Linked DNA regions of Mus musculus: region 1 is linked to region 2. Evidence: chromatin contacts called from public Hi-C data. All regions are on one chromosome and are shown on one strand. The core of a region is the stretch at or near the end of the contact, and the rest is flanking DNA. Distances in the headings are between cores, read along the strand shown.

What was found. Hi-C and Micro-C count contacts between places; a contact is called where the count stands out from the background.
Region 1: a contact with region 2 is called in a Hi-C map of the N1E-115 cell line, with 2.7 times the contacts expected there. The contact joins two enhancer-like sites. A contact is called at or near these places in 3 of 484 Hi-C or Micro-C datasets (the N1E-115 cell line, Th1 cells and nephron progenitors), 2 of 115 datasets of contacts at active chromatin or transcription factors (embryonic fibroblasts and embryonic stem cells) and 1 of 9 other capture datasets (liver).

The regions. Positions count from the first base shown.
Region 1 is chr19:58,164,714-58,168,002 of GRCm38.p6, reverse strand. No RefSeq gene overlaps it. Among named protein-coding and RNA genes, the nearest start is that of Gm41875, 66 kb to the left of the region's middle. Within about 2 kb of position 1,567, at least 18 of the 459 cell types and tissues checked have an H3K27ac peak or open chromatin away from gene starts, as enhancers often do. A contact at or near this core is called in the N1E-115 cell line, where this site is marked.
Region 2 is chr19:58,059,277-58,062,707 of GRCm38.p6, reverse strand. The region is part of intron 28 of Atrnl1 (attractin like 1); the gene reads right to left. Among named protein-coding and RNA genes, the nearest start is that of Mir5623, 9.8 kb to the right of the region's middle. Within about 2 kb of position 1,772, at least 63 of the 459 cell types and tissues checked have an H3K27ac peak or open chromatin away from gene starts, as enhancers often do. A contact at or near this core is called in the N1E-115 cell line, where this site is marked.

The sequences.
Region 1 (3,289 bases), core at 318-2,817, 110 kb before region 2:
AGTTTCTCACACCCGGTTGGTCAGTTGTCAAGTTGCTCCTGAAGCCCCTGACATGCCCTTGTCCCGTTAGGTGCTAGCTGCCTGTTCAATGCCTCCTGCTGCATTTCCATCTCAGGTCCCCAGAAGAAAGACTCTCTGTGAAGCTCACACGGATTCTGCCAGCACTCTGATTATCTGCCGCACCAATAATGTATAATTCCTCAAAGTTGGAGTGGTCACACAGAACCTCTCCTGAGCATTCCATACATTTTCAGAACCGGGTATGAATTTTAATGCTGACATTTAAGATGCTGTCAAATGGAGCCAGAGTCTCTGGAGACCACGTCCTCCTTGAGTGTTAGACTCGGGCAAGACATATGCAGACGGGGTGTGAGGTTTACAATGATCTCACACAGGCAGTTTCCCTTTGGAGTCTCTCCCTGCCTACACTCATTACATGCCACAGGGTGCTGCGGCCCTCTCGCAGAGGACTCACTGTCACTGTCACTCCTTGCAGGCATCGTCTGTTCTGTGTAGGCAGCAGCTGCCAGGCTTCAAGATGAATGCTCAGGTTCTGCCTTGATGGATAGCTGCCCCCAACAAATTGGCTCATGATCTACAGAGATCTTTCTTACAAATGTGACAAATGGTGACAAGTGTGGAAGGAGAGCTTCACTCCTGCTTCCAGGGACACTGGCTTGGAGAAAACTTTTTCAGCAGAAAGAGCTGTTTACCATGGAAGCTCCAAAGGAGGTCGGGATCACTTGGTTTCAGGGAAAATGAACAGATGAGTAATAACTGTCTCCCATTCTCATCATGCACACGCGCAGACTAGACGAGCTTAAAGTCCGATTCTAGATCATGTGGTATTCTGGAGACAGAGCCAGGCTGTGGTGTAGTAAAATACACATCTTGTCTTCCTCCTGTTCCTTGGCATACCCTTCCTGTAGCCCTTGGAGTATTTGAACAGGTGGTGTCACTTTGCATGGGTTGGCTGACAGCTCCTAGGTCACTTAGGGATGGAGGCTTGTTCCTGGAAAGGTCAAGGCAGGCAGGGGGATGTCCAGTCCCATTTTCCAACTTGGTTGAGGGCAGAGTGGCTGAAGGTCGAGTGTGTGTGTGTGAGTGTGTGCGCCTGTGTGTCTGTGCACGAGTACTTATGTCTCGGTGGTGAGACCCCCGTGATTCCTGAGGTCACAGAGGTGCTCTGCGCTGACACTGTGGTGTGAAATCAGAGGAGACGGCTGCTGCCAATCCTCTGAGTCCCCTCGGGTGCCCTGAAGTCACTAACCAACCGGACAGTTGTCAAAGACAACACTGTAATTTACGCGACCACAAGATTAAATTAGAGGCAGGAGGGTTAGGAGCTGTTGTGCATACATGCTTCCCTGCTGAAGCTGCTTGCAAGGTGCAAGGATTTGCTTGGAGTGGAGAATTAAATAAGGAGAGTGGTATTTTTATTTATTTATTTATTTAAATCTCAGGTACTTGGGCATGACATCACACCATCACAAGGCAAGCTCTAGGTCTATGGCAGGTGGGTGGTCTCTGCTGTGAGCCTTTCATGTGGCAAGCATCCAGGCTCTCTCTCTCTCTCAATGGAATGAGGCCTTGTGGAAGCAACCCAGTCAGTCACTCCAGGACTGAAAATACAGTGTGCATAGCTGCAGAGGAAGAGCTGGGGGCCATGTACCAGCCTCGGGCCAATTAAGCCTAAAACAAATTTCAGGTTGCCGGAGCTCCGATTATACTTGGAGTGCTGTGGGCTCTACCCCACAGCGCAAAGCCTGCTGGACCTGCCCCGGTAATTGGAGTGAAGCATCGGCTCTTCACCCATGGCTTCCTAATGATCAATGGTGCTGGGGCTATTTGCTTAGGAGCATTTAAAAAGCAAAAGGGATAGGAAATGCAGTCGGTGAGCCCACTCGCCTGCCCGCCCGCTTCGAAAGCTTCTCCTGGATGCACGCTCTGGACTTTTTTTTTTCTACCAATCTGTGTGGCATAAATAGGGGAACAGAAAGGAAAGGTCAGAGAAGCCGGAGTTATTAAAGTGAGCGCTGAGAAGTCTCCCCGTGTGAACAGCAGCTTCAACTCATGTGGGAAAAAAAAATCATGGATTTTCTTTTCATCAAAAAAACCCACAAGCTCAGCATCAGAGAGGAAACAATTATTCATAAGTTCCGAGGCTGCGAGAGCCTGACCCGCCCGTCATCCCAGCAGGGAAAGAGTACAAGTGGCTAACTGCTTGGGGTGATTAATTCGAGCAAGATTAGCTTTGCGTATTCAGTGGGTCCAATCCACACAGCTTAGAGGCTGACAACTGTTTGCAGCTACCCCCAGTGTGTGCTCACAACCACTGGAGATAAGGAAACAAGGCTTAAGAAGGTAACTCTTCCTCCTTATTCCACAGAAGTCTCTTGATGTGTGGCATGGGGTGGTGAGTCACCTCTCTTTGCCTTGGAAGGAATGAGGCTCTGCAAGATTGTAATGCTGTCAGAGTGTCTGAGACAGAAGAGATGGACGGACATACATCATCAGTTCTCCACTGATGGATGCATGGAACATAACCCCTTTGAGGCTGGGTCCAGGCACCATGTCATTACAAAACTCCCTTGGTGATTCTATCAGATGCCAACTTGAGCATTATCCTTCCACTACCCGGAAGAGAAACCAAGGGTCAGACTAAACAAGGGACATGGCTACATCAATTGCTGCAACCCCCTGGGATGTATTTACTATTCACAGCCCCCAGCACCTCTGCCAGCACTCCCTCTTATACCTTCTGGCTACTGACCAGCATAAAGCAGACTACAATAGCCGCAGACCTGAGCCCTGGCAAGGGCCATGGATAATTCTACCCAGGCAGTTCTGGGGAAGTTGTTGGCAGGAGGAGGGTCTGAATGAGGCCTGGGCACAAGGACAGAACTCATAACAAGATTCTCATTGCTGGCAACGCCTGCCTGCCTGCCTGCCCTGCCCCAGCCTCTATCTGAATCCCCATTGCGTCCCACCTGACACCTGGGCTGACTGACCGTCTGCTCTCTTCTCCCTCCCGTTCTGAGTAGAGACAAACTACCTCCTGCAAACAGAAGCATCTTCCAGAAAAGGAGAAGGAAAGAGCAGCCACTCCGCTGGAAAGCAGGCAAAAACTCGATCAGAGAGATCCAGAAAAATCTCCAGTGGCCTTAGTGCCATGCTGCATCAGAGAAAAAGGACAGCACTTCTTGTCCAATAGCCAGAAAAAGTCCAACCCAGAAATCAATGGAGGACCCGCTGCACAATACACACCAGGATACTCATATATATGTAC
Region 2 (3,431 bases), core at 523-3,022:
TTTTTAGTAACTTCAAAAGAAATAGCAGGGCATTCTTATACAGTACTCACTACAGACCTGACGTAAGTCGTAGCACATCCGAATGGCAAGTCTAAAGAGAATCACTATTGTTATCCACTCTGTAGATGAGAAGACAACACCAGAGAGACTTAGGAACCTGCCTAAGACCCTGCAGTTACGAAATGGCAGAGCTAGGAACTGAGCTCAGACAGCCTGGCTCCAGAGTCTATGCTTTTAAGCATTTTAATATTTTACTGTCTTACATAAAAGCTTGACTCATGTATAAAGATATCCACGATAGGATCAGTAATCAAATCAGATGGGCTGGCCGGGTCACAGTGAACACAAGGGTGATGGTCTGTGCCCTGGAGTACAGTTACTCAAGTGATCCGGGGTGGGGGGACATAAGGAAGCAATGCACCAAGAAGGTGGGTGTCCGGTAGCCAGTGGTCTCTCTCAGAATGCTTGGGTACCACCTGATAGGTAAACTGCACATTTCAAAGGCACTTGATACGTGTTGGAAGATGTTGCTACCAGGTCCCCTGTGTGCTGAAGTGTGGCCTGGTCTTTCTGTCAGGTGACTGCTGTTCTGCCCTCTTATCTAAGCCTCTGCCAGGCGGCTGGCCTGCGGAGTTCACCGGCCTGCAGTTAGGCCCTTGTGATCTGCTCCTGGATTGCAGAAGGACCATACCCTTCTGTCCCACAGTTTCAGTTTCACGGAAAGGGGCTGTGGCTACACCTTATGTCTGTCTTCCATGACATTCACAACGCCTTAGCTAGCAAATAAATTGTGAAAAAATATTTCCTGAAATGTAGCTTAGCAATATGTATTGAAAACCTAGCAATGTACCGTGTGTACATATGAGCTAACTTCAGAGCTAGAGATGTGGCCTAAGTAAATAGTCTGAGAGGAAGAGAAAGTTTTATTCGGGGACTCATCACAGCATTATTTATAACAAAAGGCCTGGAAAGAGCATAAATATCTAAGAAGAAGAAATAATTAAGACATTTATGATACATCCATAAAATGCAATATTATACAGTCATTAAAATTATGTTTTTGAATTTTTTTCTGAAGAAATTTTAATGAGTCGTTATGTAACATTTGTTGAAAATGAAGAATATAGGACTTCATTAAAAATGATGCCACTTACATAAAAGAAACCTAAATATATCTGAAATCCTGGAAAGAAATAGGACTTTTTTGGTGGATATTTCCAGGCTGTAAGACGTTTGTTTCATTTATTTTTTCCAAAAAATGTTAGAGAAATTATACATTAAGTTTTCATCATAAATTCAACCAATAACGTATAAATATCCATGAGCTTCCAGGAAAGCGGGCAGGTTCCTACGGTGATAGCCTGAGGTATGTGGCAGTGTGCAGAAGAGAAACGTAGCCTTCCTTCGCAGCCTCCCCACTACATGCATGTGCACACATGTGCTCATGGCCACACACACAAGGACACATTTCTCACTGACAGTAGCTCCTAGCTCTTTTCCTTAGACGTCTGGAATCCCAGCCAACTACAGACGGGCAGAGAATCAGATCGTCTCCGTGACTGCTTTTATGTAAATTACCCCGGCTGACAGTCACGCCATTGTGTGACCTAAAGTCCTCTAGGCTAGAGCTAGGCAGGATGTTTGTCTCATAAGTGCTTGTGCAAATCACTGCAGCCTTTCCCCGGCCTCCAGGCTTCTTCTTCTGCACGTGTAAAGTTAGACACAGTCATTCATTCCCTTCTCAAAGCCCCGAGGGTCTGATTGACAGGCACTGCTGTGGTAACGCGAGACGGCTCCTGCTTCTTCTGTGCTGCCCACAGCTTAGTCAGAGAGACAGAGTGTAGCAGACTGACTTCTAATGAAGTAAGGGCTCATCAAGTGTCACATTAACAGATGTGGTCATCACTGGTTATCAGTGGTCACCTCAGCAGGCGAACTTTAATAGGGAAACAGGGAAAGGCTACCGAAGTCAGATGAGAGCTGGCTGTAAGGTAGAGTGCTGAGTACCAGGTATTTGGCTGAGAAAAACTCAATGGGTCTAGAGTCATCCTCGGTCTCCAAATACTAATGACTCAAGTGTATATAACCTCCCAAGGCAGCAGCCTTGAGGGACAGCTACCAATCCAGTGCAAACATTCTAGCACCGAAAATCCTATAGCATAGTGGCGACTCCAAATACTGAAAGGAAATTAAGACCTGGGACTTATTACTGTGAGAACAGGGGTATTCTCAAGCCTGTGGAGAAGGAAGCTGCACAAGCTAGGGGTATGAACAAGACGAACTCTCCTTTGTCTGATGCTGTTGTGCTAATGTTGCTGTCCTTGCAAGAGAAGAAAGAGCGCCCCCCCCCCCCCCACGGGGAACACATCCGGGGTTCTGGGCTTCCTCCCGCAAGGAGGCTTTGATGCTGTCTCCCACCGCTCTCTCCCGTTAAAGATGGTATAGATAGATGTGAACCATGATTTTAAGGATCTGCAGCAACTGAATACATTTTAATAAACTGGCTGATGTTTTCAATGAAAAGTCTTGGTAATTCTCACATTTAACACTCATAGTTTCTAGAGGAAAGAAATTTTTTTTTAACCTTGTGAATACATAGGGATTTAAGAAAGAGGGACACCAATCAAAGTTACAAAAATAAAGGTTTAGATTTATTTTCTAATTAACATTTTATCGTTTGGACCAATTAGTCTCAACAAGGCTGAGATTCTGCGGATTTCCTAGATCTGACACCTGTGCCTTCCTAATCTGCTGGCGACAAACACGATGTAAATTGACCAATTACAGGACTGAGTCTGGACGCGCACCAGCAGCAGTGAAGCCTGGGGTTCGAGTGTGAAGTGTTCTGGGACAAAAAGGAGTCATGTTTGATCTCTGAGTCATGTTTAAAAATCCCTGCTGGCTTTCCATTTTGCTCTGTCATTTTAAATCCTGAAACAGAGCAGATTAGACGCAAGCCTTGTGTATTTCCTGTAAGCGCCTTTTTCTCCCTCAGTTCTCTGGTCTATTTACTACTTCCTGGTCAGGAACGCATTAGAGGACAGTGACTGCAGCCATAAACTTTAGAGAAAGAGACAAAGCAAGAAGGCTTCAGACTGGGGTTTCTTCTGTTGTGTGGTTGGTAACTGCAGGTAAGATTTTGCACCTCCGTGTTCCTAATCAACACACAGCTACCTTGCAGGGCTGCTGCTGTGAGGCTCAGTGAGAGGAGAATGGGGAACAGTTGTTCAGCCATCTCACAGTAAGCACTCATGATGGGCACAGTTTGTTTGTGGTCCTGGTCTTCGTGTGAGAGTCCTTGCCCACATGGACACTCACACCACATCAAGCCAGTCCCAACAGAAACGGTGTTCAATCGAAGGCCCGTCCTTATAGCAGTGCCCTGTGCTCAGATCTGCAGTATTTATAGATACCCAGAAAGAAAGAGTGTC